2 separate regions of the Arachis hypogaea genome follow, and region 1 is linked to region 2. A link is a contact called in public Hi-C data. All regions are on one chromosome and are shown on one strand. Each heading gives the region's core, a stretch centred on a gene start, on an enhancer-like site or on the middle of the called end of the contact. The rest is flanking DNA. Distances are from core to core; before and after follow the strand shown.

Region 1 (7,353 bases), core at 3,029-5,528, 38 kb after region 2:
GATATGGCCAAGTGCGAACTATACTTAGGTGCTCTTTTTTAGCATTATCTCTTTTAGGAGGATATCTTATCATCGAAAACTCTTCTTGAAAAAAAAAGGGAAAAAATACCACTTTTATAACAAGTAAATGTTGAATTTTGTTATAATATTAAATTTTCATCTGTAATATATGGGTATGGACCTCAGTAACTCGCTTTATCCGAAAGCTTAACACTCCTCAACTTCCAAGATCTTCCACCAACTTAGACTACTTAGTCTAGTTAGGCAATAGAAAAATTAAAACATATATATATATATATATATATATATATATATATATATAGTTGAAAGTTGTGTCTTAACCTCACCCTATGGCTAACATTGCATTGCTATTGTGTGTGTGTGTGTATATATATATATATATATATATAAAATTCAAGAATGAGCACAATTAGCATCACAAAATCATGCAGCCAGTTAAATACCTAACAAGGGTTGGGAGTGTCGATGTAACATAAAAGATGCTCAATATGACAATTTGCATTCTTCCCAAATCACAATCCAGAATTCAAAACCATTAGAATATAGATAATGAAATCTTTGAAAAGTGCAATTTTCGAATTATATTAGCATTATGAAACTGATGATAAAAGCTCCAATATTGTAGCAAAACCGACATGAGCATCTACTTGTACAAATGACATGCTCAAATAATATAAATATAATTTAAGGATATAAAGCATTCACCTCCTGCTGAAGACTATTCCATCCCCTAACCCTGCCCCACTGACATTTGACATGAGGTTTGAAGAAGCCATAGGACTAGGACTTCTATGCCGCAATCTGTCAAAGTCGCCAAAACCTTGGTTGGACAACATTCCAGAAACTCTCAATATTTCTGCACATAGAGAAACACTGTAATGAGAAACCAATTCAAAAACTGTCGAAGAACACAAGTAACAAACGGAGAAGGAACTAAGAATGGCGGAATTAAGAGATATTTTGCGATGAACAATATCGGATGAAGTCATATAGCTTCGCACACCGCAACGTTTATAAGGTGATTAAGGTCTAGCTCTCCTTTCCCTTTTATTTGCCACTATCGCTTTGTGGTATATCCTTGGATAATTTATATAGATGTGAAAATTGTATAACAAGATAAATTAATCCAACGATGTAATGATAAATGACAGTGATTGATAAAAGGTAACAAAGGAAGTAGGAGACTCTCAATTTGACAAGTCCTAAAATTCCTGCATAGAAGAATCTCTAATGAAGTCAACCACCCCAATGCCAATGGCACCAGCAATAAAACATAAAATAATAAAGAAAATCCCGAGTCAGCACTCAGTCTCAGCAAGTAAGTAATGTTAGTTCCAAACATATAAAAGTCATGACAACACAGTTAGACTTAAAAAACACTTCAATCTCATGCTTTCAAAAGAGAATGCACTATATATATTCAAAACCAACCCAAATTATAAATACCATTGGAGACTTTGAGCATCACAAAAACTCATATCTTGCCCTCAAAATTACCATTATGCTGATATATTTCATCGAAAAAATCAGAGAAAACCCAATGGGGATCCTTTAGTGTAATTTTAAATTGCTTAATTATGCATTCCCCAATGGGGGAAATCAGTGTTGAAGCTGCCACCACAAAGAAAGAGTGAAAAAAAACAGAGCAATACAATGTAATCAATTTTGAAGTTGGTGTCCAAAGAGATAAAACCCTTTTAAACAGAGAAAAACCTTATGTGACTCGATCTGCAACATAGAACATACCACAAGCTCAAAACAGCAAAAGAAATATAGCAATAAACAGAGAAGACAGATCCAGAAAAAGGAAGGTAAGAACCTTGATTCAACAATCTACTGCATATTGGAAGAACTTGCATGAAGGGTCCTAACTTCTGATGTTCTGCCAACAACTCTGACAAATACTGACTGCAAAAATTAAAAATAAACAGCAACCCTTTATTTTTATCAATCAAAGAGTCCATAACTTTATGCAAAATCAAATTAAAAAATACAAGAAAAAAATAAGGAGATGGCATCAGAAAAATAGTTCAAGTTTGCATCTTTTTCACTACCCTAATTCAATTTTGATCTAAAGAACATATAACAAAATTTGATTCATCATGGAAAACACAAAAATACACACCTATCAACATCTGGGGTGCTTCTAATCTGAGGAGAAGCAGCTCTGACAGGTGAGAAGTTTGGATTGTACAAGCCTGACATGGCTCTCACCTTTTTCGTTTTTCCTTTTCTTTTAAGATTGGAAGAGAACCAAACCTCAAAAAAAAGTTGAAAAAAAAAGAAGGTTTAGTAGGTGTAGTTCTTGCAGAAGAAAAAGGAAAAACACAGCACCATCAATAAAGGAGGGTTTCTGTAACAAATAAAAAAAAGAAAAAAAAAAGGTGGACAAGTCTCTCTGAAATTTTAGAAAAAAAAAACTAAAAAGGAAAAACAACAAAATATATGGCGTATTTATTTATTTAATATTATTTAATTTTATTTGTTTTAACTCTTTTATTTAATTACTTATATATATATATATTTTTTCTTTTTCTTGTCCACAGGGCTGTGTTACGAAAATATGGAATAAGAACAAAAGGAAATAATGATAAAAAATAATTTGAAGACAGAGCACTAAGAAGGGAAGTGGGTCTCCGTTTTAGGAAACTGCGGCATGTGCATCTCAATTTTAAGGTTAAAAATGACTGATATTGTGGTCGTGAAAAAAGAGATTTTTCACAGTAGCCATGGTTTTGGTTGTTGAATGCAGTAAAACCCTGAAAGTCAAGTCACAAAGAAGTTGAGGTCAGAGGTGGTCCTTTCTCTTTACTATTGAATTAATGAGTTACACTATTTTTTTTTTATATTTGTGTGAAACTATTTTAATTTGTTTTTTTTTTTTAATTGAACTTTTTATTACTCTTATTAGGATATAAAAAAAAGGTGAAACTACTTTTAGATTTACTAAAAAACTATTACTTAAAAGTTACTTAGGATAAATAAATATTATATGTCTATTAAACAAAAAATATTATATACATATAAAAAATAATCATTTTATATTTATGTGCAAATATATGTATGATTTAATTTATTTTTAATATATTTATATTTTAATATATATTATTTATGAAGAATTAATTTGATTGCTAATTTTTATTTTTATATTTAACAATTCTTACTAAACAAGCACAAAAAATCTTTAAATAGATATGTTTGTTAATTAAATTTTTGTTTACAAAAGAATAAATAAATATCCTAATATTTGACTGCACAAATGATTTAATTTAAAAAATATAAATATAAAACTTTGTATTTAGAAACCATTGAGAAATACAAATATAAGGATACAGACATATACAATATGATAATAAAATAATTTTCATAATACTTTAATAAAAGATTAATATATATATATATATAGGTCAAAATCAATCATTATATATTTATATATAAATATGTATTATTTAATTTAATTTATGTTAATAATTAATTTTAGTGACTATTTTTAATATATATTTTAAATTTAATAAAAAAATAAGAACAAATAAATATAATTATTATTTACTATTAAAAAATTTAGATTATTCTAGTGGAATTGAAGCACTTGACACAATGTAATACGTGGATTTAATTTTACTAAGAGTTTTAAATATACTGAGAATATCGGTGTTTTAATTGTTTTAAATGTATCGATCAGTGTTTCAGTTGTTTTAATTATTGATATAAATTATAAAAAATATATATAATATATATTAATTAAAATTAACGATTAAAACAACTAAAATACCGGTATTTTTTGTGCATTTGTAATTTTTCCCTAATTTTATTATGATTGTTTTGCAGAGTAGAATTATTAAATTTAGTATAGTATTCAAGATTTCAAGTAACAATGTGATTTGATTTTTAGTGCTAGAATTAATGCAATGCAAAGGCATAAAGAACAACAATGTTTATATTAAGAAAAAGGGTTCACAAACAACAAAACCACCACCAACAACAGCCAACAACAGGTGTCAGGTGGATACGCGTGTTTGGCATGCAACGAATCAAATTAATCTCAATGCTTCCCTAATTAATAATATTGTTTCTTTTTGTTGTTCTTCTACTTCTACGTAACCAAAAATATAACATGGCCCTAGCTAGAATAATAGAATTCGTCTTTCATATAAAAATAAAAGAAATTTTAATAAAATCATAACTACACAATGTTAATTAATTAGATTTGAAAAGAAAATAGAAATGAGAATGTGAATGAAATGAATGTTGAAGGATAATGATGTTTGCCAACGGGGTCTTAGCTGGACCATATATACACTCTCACAAAGCTACCTCCACCCTGTTCACAACTACGTCGTTTTGACATTCAACCAATCACCTACCTCTAATTTCACAAATACTTACATATTTTTTAAACAAAATTATTATGTCTATACAAAAAAAAAATCATTATATATTTATTTATAATTTATATATTAGTTCATGTATTTTTTTAATTAAATATTGAACTACCAGAATAATTAATTTAATATAATAAAATAATCAAATATGTAATAAATCAATAATCAAATTTTTTATAATAGTATAGTAAAAAATTTATGAGATATTACATATATATACAATGATTGATTGGTGGTTGTTTTTTTTTTTTTTTTTGGTATATACATAATAAGATTTTTTTTAATACATTATTTAATGCATATCCTAAAATAATTATGGCTAGCTAGATACTCATCATTTCTATATATACTATTAAAATATTTTTAAAATACGTATTAAATATGTTCTAAAATATCATGTATATTGACCTCTCTTATATGTACCAATGAAAAGTTAAATAATATCGCAAATTCGCAATGAGAAACCAAAGTATGTTATATGATATTTTTATCATAGACCATGAGAATAATGTTTTTTTTTTTCAATATTGTTGTACTATCCTTGGTCTTCGGTTGAATAATATGATGATTGAATTCCGGTCGGTTTATGTTGGTTTTTTGAATGAGCCATCTTATATTGTGATTTTAATATATATTTTTTGTGCGGCTTTTTTGTGGAGCAATTTCATTATATTCATCCATCAAGGTTGCTAATTTTTCAATAGGTAATTATAATAACAAATATCAAGTATTTATTAATTAAATTATTGACTTTAATTTGTATATTGCAATATGCATTATTATTCGAATGAACCTACCAAACAATTGGAACCACTCTTGCTTTGATGCATGCTCCTCCTTTAATTTGCCCTTGGGACCTGGCCATGCTGGAGACAGTACATTTTTTTTTCTTTGAAGAAATATTTCTATATAAAATTAGTCTATTTAAATTGCATATAAAACTAACATAAGAACATATGAATTATGTATATTTTTTAAACAAATTTTGCCTCTCTATAATAAAGTTTGAATTATTATTTTATTAGCATTATTCTTCGTTCTTTTAAAAGGTCAAATTTGCTTATATTAGGCACCGTTTTTTTAATAGATAGAAATAGTGATTATTTATGTTGACTTGCAAAGTTAAATAGTTCTATTTTTATTAAGAAAAATATACTAGGTGAACTCATTTCATTTTATAGTGATTAACAGTTTTTCAATTAATTCATTTCTCATTTTGACATCTTTTACTTTATAATATCAAATTTTAAGGAAATGTTTATCTCACGAATAGAAAACAAAACTAATATTTACAAGAAAAGAGAATAATGAGAATAATTTAAACTTTTTTTCTTATACTTATTAGTTGTTAATAATTAATAATTAACTCCTTTTCTAATCACCATTGTTCTTTTTTAATTTATTCTTTGGTTGATATATGCTTCTCAGTAGATTGTGCAAATATTTTATTTGTCTCATGTTTTGGACAGATTTCAAATATATTTTATAGTTTTTCGAGAACAGTCTGTATCCTGTACTGTGTTTTATTCTTTCATTTTAGGTTTAGCAAAGTGAAGTAGCTTTTCTTTTTTCATTTTTTTTAACTCCTTCTTCGAAGATCTCATAGTATAAATAACTTTTGCATATCTTCATAACATTTTTTTAATAGATTATTTATTAGAAAGGAAGTTGTGAATATGAAATTATGAATTATCTCTATAGCTATAGGTATATCCCCTCATTTGATACAATCATCTTTTTTTTAATAGAAATATTTTTTAATAATATAAATAATAGGTTAAAAAAAGTAATTTTAATTTTAAAAATTAAATTTTAAATTAATTAGATATAATTCTTATTTTAGATAATTAGTAAAAACTTAAAATGCGATTCGTTATTTATGTTAATTCTTCGATCTCTTATTATTCACCTAACAAAATTGTTTTTTTTTTATTCCAATCTTTAGTTTAATTTCCTTTTTTGGATGTTGTATATGATGATAAGGATAAACTTGTCTAAGACACCTAACATTAAAATAAAATTAAATTAATCAAAGAACATAATAAAGCCATCTTGGACCTATGTTAATAATCTATCAAAATCAGCAGAATTATTATTTCCCACAAAGTAAAACGCATTAAAAGTTTTATTTGTTAAAATGCTAGTAAATGAAATAAATTAATATATCGGTTTACTTTTATTTAAAAGATTAACATTTGTGCCCATTATATATATAAATAAATCTGGATAAATTAATCCTTATTCGAACTCAAAACCTTAAAATAATTCAATAAAGTTACAAGTCTTATCTCTCTGAATTAAATCAACAATTTTTTTCATAGAATTAGTTTCCATATATAGTAGCAACTCATCATGCAAGAAATTAAATATGTAAGAGAATATCCGATTAAAATAAATTATATATCCACTATAAATATTAACAACTGTGATTATTGTTTTTATGATATTATTAAATATTACGTAATAAATTTTTTCCTATATAGTCAATAGTCAAATATTAATTAATTAAAAATTTAATTTATATACATTATTGTTCCAGACCCGATCTCTGGGCCCTTTCTCGGAACAGTCATCAAACCCGGCATGTGATGAGACGCACAAAAAACGCGGTCCTCGCCTAACCATGAAACGGCTAGAAACTTCCCAAAATTCTCGACCTTTATCGGAAAAAACTAAACAACGATTTCATTGCCAAACCACAACGGCGAGGAAAAGGTTCCTCCAGCGATGAGACCGAGCACCCTCACTCTCTCGCTCCGGAGGCAACTGTTACGGATCCGGCCCACAGATCCTACACCCGGAACGGTCCCCGAACCCGGTTACCAGGGTCTGACCCACTTCGCCCTTCCAGAAGGCCCGGAACCAGCCCACTAGAGCTCCTAACCAACTTTCAAATTCAAATGTCTCCCTTATCTTAGCAAAATAAGATAACATAAGATAATTCAAACGT
Region 2 (7,324 bases), core at 3,594-6,093:
CACAGTCGCTTTTCACGCATTAGCAGAAGGACTAGCATTGGGAGTGGCTGCACCAAAAGCATACGGACTTGGTCGTCACATGGTCCTTCCGGTCTCCCTACATGGGCTCCCTCGAGGCGCAGCTGTGGCTAGCTGCATCTTCGGTGCCACAGATAGCTGGCATGGTTCCCTTGCCTCTGCTGCCATAATCGGATTTATGGGTCCAATATCAGCAATAGGGGCTATCCTCACCGGTATTGACTATAGTGGCCTTGATCACATAATGGTTCTTGCTTGTGGTGGATTGTTCCCTAGCTTTGTAACTATAGTTAAAAGAGCACTTAGTTTGGATAAGAGGAAGAGCACATGTGGCCTCATTCTCGGTATGGGGTTTGCTACTCTCTGTCTAACTTTCACTAGGTTGGTTTGCTTGCATACACCTTACTGCAATTCTGCACCTGAAGCTGTAAGATAAGAGCACAACTATGCTTCATTTCGTGGAAGATTGATTTCTAATGTTCCTGCAACTGTAATATGCATTTCTTTAGTTCAATCTCTGAAGACATAGCTTCACAAATTTGGAGAGATTGTCAATGAAGGATGTGGAAAGAGAGAATCAGATTTACAATTCAACGAAGTTTTTGTTTAGAACATGTGCCTTATGTGTCGTACATGAGTTTTTACTTGTATATATAGTTTTACCAAAGGTGGAAATGGTAAGATTTTTTTTTTTCTTTTTTTAATCCTCTCTCAATAGGTGTTGTGACATATAGATCTGATATTTCATGGTGCTGTTGGCCCATTTTCTAATACATATAGCATCTTGTGACTTTTGATATATCATCATATATGAATTCTCTTGTTTTCTTGACCATGTTCAACAAGATCTATGAAGTAGTTTGTTACTGTGTAACAATACATAAAACAAATTAATAAATTGTATACCAACCAAATGCCAGACTTCACTTAATAGAATAAGGCTTTTGTTGTTCTTGTAGTATACCAACCAAAGGTGTTATATATGCACAATTATTTCCCCAAGTACCTATGTGAATGTGCACTTGCTGGAATTGCTGCTGCAAATTTGGAATTTTCCTTTTAAATTTGTTCTGAAGATAATACTCCTACCACAGTAATGAAAGAGTATATTTTTGTTGGTTGTGTTGATAAAATGATGATATAGAATTGGTGCCTTAAAGACAAATTAAGTTATAGGGGTTGTAAAATAAATAAATAAGAAAGAGAAAATAAATATAAAATAAAAAAATATAAATAAAAAATTCTAGTATTAATATTCACATATATTAACTAATTCTTATGTTGATAAGAGTACATATATGGAAAGAAGTGCTTTTATGCTTGTGTTGTGTATTTTGTTTCAAGTCTTGCTTTCCCTATTTATATACGTACTTAACTTTTCAAACTTCATTAATTAAATATCTTAAAAAGGTAATTCCTTTAATATCGAAAAGCTGAGCTGTCCATTTGATAAAGCAAGTTATACTTTATTAATAGACATTCATATCACAAAACTAGGTAGGTAGATTTTTCTTTAAGTCCAAAAAATTCATCTAAAGTTGATTTCAAGGGAACAATGTTAATTGAATATGCTAAAAAAAAAAATGATATACACACTAAAAATTAGTTATTAAATTAGTTATCATGTAATTGTGTATAAATAAATAAATATATATATATATATATATATTATTTAACATATTTTAATATATATTTTATATTTTTATATATATTTTATACAAATAACTATTTTTCTTTTATACTGACTTAGTGAGTAATAATTAAAAAAACCATTGAAATATCTACAGTTTTTTGGTTTTGGCCTTTTTTTGTGACAATGCATTTTGAGTTTCTCTTTTTGTGACAATTCATTTTGAGTTTCTCTGCTCAGCTGTCATTTTCTCCATGTACAACTATGACATGCATTCCAAGCATAACTACCTACTTCGGTGAATGAGACAAAACTACTCACTCACATGTCCTCATAGGAATAATTGTGATTAGAATTAATTTGGGTATATAGTAATCTTCCTAGACATTTGATTTCTGCGTTGTAGTGATTAATTTCTATTCAAAAGAGAAGACATTATGCCAAAATATAGAAAATAAAATAAGGGTGTCATTAGAAAATAACCTAAAAATAATCTAAATTTTGTCGAAATTTTAAAATACAGTTGAAATAAGACAATCTTTTATTGCCAATTATCTTTGTTTTAAAAAAAATAATAATAACAAAAATAAAACCCTGATAATTTCCTTCTCTTACAACAGAGATGATAGACAATCAACTTGCCTTTATTTGTCCAATTCCAACAGGAGTTAAACTTGAAAATATGCCAAAATGAGTAAATGACTTGATAAATTATTATTATTATTATTATTATTAACTATAAGTTTAAACCATTTTGCCGGCTCTAATACTCATCAAGGCCTTTATACTTGTCCTACTTAAGAGAATTATTCTCCAACAAATTTGGTGGAAATTTCTGCAGAAACTAGATTTCTCAGATTATTTTAATACAATAATTGATCTAGCAACCGACAAGAAAAGCCTACAAAATGAACAGAAACAAAATCAGAACCAGCTGCTTGACCTGATGACCATAATGTTTTGGCATGTCATTATTGTTTCAGGTATCACAAGCCGCCGTGACCAAATCCTATGTTGTTCCTTTTCCATCAGTTTTTCACCAAAAATATACAATCAAAATGCCACAAAATTTGGATCACCATTACCAATATCTCAAATCTACCCTTTTTCATTTACTCACTTATTTTTGGTGCTGCCTCAATAGTTTTCTCAAAAGTTATGACATTAGAATGATAATAACAATAATAAGAAAAGAAGAAAATCAAAAGGACCTAAAGAAAACTTAGAAGAAAAGCCTCACCCAACAACCCTTCACAAAGGGTTTAAAAAAGATAGATAAACTATTAGGAAAACAAGCAATAACATAAGAGTGATTTTTCAAAATCACTTTGATGACGCTGATTGGTTACTGCTCTGAAATTCCTCTTCCCTTTCCACCAACTTCTCCTTCTCAGAAGCAAATCCAATCTCCACAGTAGCTTGTTCCTTCTGGTGTTCGCCACCACCAACACTTTGTGCTCCTGTTAGCCTTGCCAACACCACAAAGGACATTCCTCCAAGGACATTGTTGACCATCCTCAGAACCAACACTGAGGACTTGAACAAAAATGGGTTGAGCCCTCTCTCCAACAAGAACTCAATTCCATTCAATGTTTGGTACCTAAAGTTGCTGCTGAATCCCATGTGTGCTGCCCATGTTAGAGCATTCAACATCGTAGGGGGAGGCTTATTTGGGGTCTCAAATTCGGGGTCCATCTTCTTCCTCATCGCAATCAACCCATTTGAGAGAGCAGTTCCAGCTAGTCCAGCTGCGAATCCGACGGCAGCAAAGATGGTTCCTTTGTACACCAAGGTTCCAAGCCGTTCGAACAGACCGTATGCGCCAGGTTCAAACATGTGACTCTTGGGGCAAGACGCGAAAATTGATGGTAATTGTGATGAGGAAGTTGACATGGTTGGTGCCAATAGGTACATGAGTGTGAAATTGAGGATTGAACCAACAACAAGGGTTGAGAAAACAAAGTCAAGCTCATTCAACCCGAAATTAGGCCTTGAAGCCATGTCACCAAGAACACAAGCACTAACACCAACCAACTCCTCCATCAGAACCTTGAATGGAAATTGGGGATCAGCAGCTACCCTTGATCTCCATCCATTAAGAAAAAAACCAAGAGGCCCAAAAGATGATGAATCACTATGATCTCCTTCATGACCCCAACTTCCACCATCACTACCACTGCCGCCACCACTTCCACCATGTCCAATCCCGTTTCCCCCATCACCTCCAGCAGAGGAAAGTTTCAATCTTGGTGGTAGTAGTTTGATGGGATACAAAGATTGATTCTGGGGCTGAGATGATGATGATGTTGGGAAAACAGAGGCATGGTAGTGACCAGAGAGAGGCGAAAAACGAAGCTGCGCCATGGCTGCCATTTGATCTGAGACACTAATATTAACATAAAAAAATTAATATAAAATAAAAAACACTTTTTGGCAACAGAAAAGTGGAACAAATATCAAATAATCCCCTCATATATGATCATCATCACAGCAAGAAATCATTCATTCATTCACCCATGATCATGCACAAGATATTCCAGAAATCAAAATTTTGGTAAATGAAAAGGATGATTCGTGGAGATTTTACCTGGATCTGAACTCTAGAGTGAGTGCAGAAAAACCCTTGTTATTGTGACTAGTGAGTCCAAGAAGGAATACTGAAACCTTGAAATAGAAAAACCCTTCTCTTTTCCTCCTTCAACTTTATGATATTTTCTGGAGAAACCAAAGTGACAGGGAGTAGTGTAAGCCTAAGGTGAGTAATTAATGTGAGAACATGGAGAGAGTGACGGATTAACGAAGAAAGAGAATCAAATTATTAAATTTTGTATTGTATATTGTAAATGTGGCAATCCCTCAGTGAGAGAAAAGAAAAGAAAAAAAAAATGGGGAGTGAAAGGAAATGGAGATGGTGGAAAAATTAGGTTAGTTGGGAAGGTGGCAGTGACACATGGTGAATGAATGGGGCAAGAATTTGGACGGAAAATGGGACTGGGTTGGTGAGAAATTGAAAATTGGGCTCCATCAAAAACCCTAATTACGATTTTGTAAATTTGGAATTAACGCCAAAAAATTAAATAAAAATAAAGCAAAAGAATACATTCCTTAATAAAAAGTTGTATCCTTTTCTTTCAGCTTTGCTCTTTTATTTCATTTGACGAATTTTAAGCTTTAGTTTAGGAGCATACATTTGTACGGTTAAGCATTACATCCTAAAGAATATATAGCAATAAACTCGGAAAATTGTTACAAAAACAGTTTGAAAATTTTAATTATTAAAAAAAATTTTAATATTAAAATTATTAAGAATAATTAATCTTTATAATATTTAAAAAGAAGTTTTTTCAAAAGCATTTTGAAGGTGGGTGAGGATGTTGAGCAACCATTCCATCTTGTCAAAATACCAGTGATATGTAACATGAGTGAGAGAGAGAGAGTGAAAGACCCGGGAGTAAATCCTCTCCAGTGGAAAAAAAACTGGATGATATCCAGTGTTTAATCTTACTATTCATTGTTCTCTCTCTCCTATTTATTTTTTATCCCACTTATAGAATTAAAGGTGAGAGATCACACTTTATTTTCTCAAGTGTTAAAAAAATAGAGAGGATCCATTTCCGGGAGGAGGGGGTAGGATTAAGGAATACGGCAAAGATCTCAGGGTTTGGAATGGAGAAGAGTATCGACATTTGGAATATGAATTTTTTTCCGTTTTTGTGGATAATCTTTCTGAAGACATATCAAAGCGAGAGTTATTCCAGTTGTTCAATTGGGCTGGGCGCATCAACGATATATATCTATCCCGAAAACAAAAAAATGGTGGCATGTACTTTTTTACCTTCATACGATACACGATGAAGGAAGGGGCATTGAAAGCTATAGCGGAAATGAATCGGCTGAGAGTGAGAGGTAAAGCTGTTTTTGTGGGTGAAGCTAAGTACAGACAAATGTCGAGAACCATGAAAAATGACATAAATAAGGGAAGACAAGGAGGGATAACCATAACCCATCAACTTGGCAGTCGCATCGGGAAGTATGTGACGATGGATCCTTGTCAACGGGACAGAATTTACGTAGGAAGGAGATCGACCAAAACCTGCATGGGAATGGCAAGCCGAAGAAGGTGGAAGCTGCAGTGGCGGCAGAAAATCTAGAATGGTTGCAGCGAAGCCTGGTGGGGGTTACTACGCAGCCTTTTGAGTTCATCTCCTTGAAGGAAACAATAGTGAAGATTCTGCCTTCTGTCGCTCATATTTGGAAAATGGGAGCATACAAAGTCCTGTTGACCTTTGATAGTGACCAGCATGCTGACGAAGCTTACACCTTTAAGTTGAATTGTCTCTTATAAGTTTTTCACAGGGTCCAGGTGGGAGGAGTCGAAGCGTAGTGGAATTAGAAGGGTGTGGCTCGAATGTTTCGGAGTCCCGTTACTTGTATGGTCAGTTGACACTTTCAATACGATAGGAGGCTAGTGGGGGACAGTAGTTGGATGTGCGAGGAAGACAGAATTGTGTAGCTCGTTCACTGTAGGTTGTGTGCTAATTGATACGAGTGTAATAGAAGTTATTCAGGAAAGAATTCATCTCTCCTTTGGCTCCAGGGGTTATGATGTTTTGTTAAAGAGGTTGGTTCTGAAGAGTGTAACATGCAGTGTAAGGGGAATTTTTTTGATAATGGAAGCAAAAACTGTGAGATCTTGAATCATGGTATAGCAAGCACGAGTGCAAAAAGGGATAAAGGCAGAGTAGGCAACCGGAGCTGTCGAAGGGGGGTGACCAGGATGAAGGTTTGTTAATGGTGGTGGATCGGAGAAAGGAAGATGACAAGGGTAGAATAGTAATTTCTGATGATATTTTGAATAAATGGGTTGAAGGCAAAATTAATCACAATCTCGAAAATTTAGTAACGTATCAAGCCGTTGAGGGCGCCATTCAAGGAAATGCTATTTTGATGGGTGAAAATGGCATTAGCTATGATGCTGATTCTGATAGAACAATTACATGTGGGTTTAGTTCTATGTGTAATGGGCTGAAAAGGGTCTCAACTAAGAAAAAACAAAAAAAAAAAAGGGAGGATGCACTAAGAAAAAACAAAAAAAGCAAGGCTGCATTAAGGAATGGGCTAGGCCCAAAATAAGGGAGGTGGAAGGGAGCTCTAGCTATTTAGGCCCATCCCTATCAACTATTGGGCAAGCTGCTCTTGGACCGAAGCTGGGTGGTCCGGGTCGGGTGGAGATAATGCAGTAAGATAGCAGATCCTTCTCTGCGGCGCGCAGGAGAGAGGCTCAGGCTATTGATGGCGTGACCATTCTTGAGGGTGACAGTGACACCTGCGCTGGGGATGGACACGGAGGGAGGTGGCGGACAGCAGCCTTGGGGAGCCGGCAGACTAGCGGTGGAGAAGACCTCGACCGAACCTGTGGAGTCACTGCCGATGGGTCTGGTTTCGCCGATAGTCTAGCGGTTCTTTCTGACAGGGTTGCCGTTGTGAAGGCACGCGCCAAAGCAGAGCAGACAGTGATGGGAGATGGTGATAGTAGTGATGCTCCTGCTGGTGTGGAGGACGGCAACTTGCACCTCGTTGGTGGTCATCCGTGTAAGCTTGATGCTGCGATCGGGTCTGTGGAGGCAGACGGGAACCGGTTTGGACTCAGGCCTGGTCGAGTTACATCGCTTGATC

The links. Hi-C and Micro-C count contacts between places; a contact is called where the count stands out from the background.
Region 1: a Hi-C map of leaf shows a contact between it and region 2, with 2.2 times the contacts expected there. The contact joins the enhancer-like site here to the promoter of LOC112743886 in region 2. A contact is called at or near these places in 4 of 8 Hi-C or Micro-C datasets (leaf and an unstated tissue).

The regions. Positions count from the first base shown.
Region 1 is chr14:120,672,608-120,679,960 of arahy.Tifrunner.gnm2.J5K5, forward strand. It overlaps the pseudogene LOC112743888. Among protein-coding and RNA genes, the nearest start is that of LOC112743045, 5.7 kb to the right of the region's middle. Within about 2 kb of position 4,279, at least 2 of the 3 cell types and tissues checked have open chromatin away from gene starts, as enhancers often do.
Region 2 is chr14:120,633,753-120,641,076 of arahy.Tifrunner.gnm2.J5K5, forward strand. LOC112743886 (protein RETICULATA-RELATED 2, chloroplastic) reads right to left here and starts at 4,844. Exons shown (of 2, transcript XM_025793301.3): 1 at 4,236-4,844; 2 at 2,737-4,026. The coding sequence starts at 4,021. The coding sequence ends at 2,972. LOC112743887 reads left to right here and starts at 5,340. Exons shown (of 2, transcript XM_025793302.2): 1 at 5,340-7,324. The coding sequence starts at 7,165. It overlaps LOC112743885 (putative zinc transporter At3g08650), which reads left to right. Exons shown (of 6, transcript XM_025793298.3): 6 at 1-817. The coding sequence ends at 454.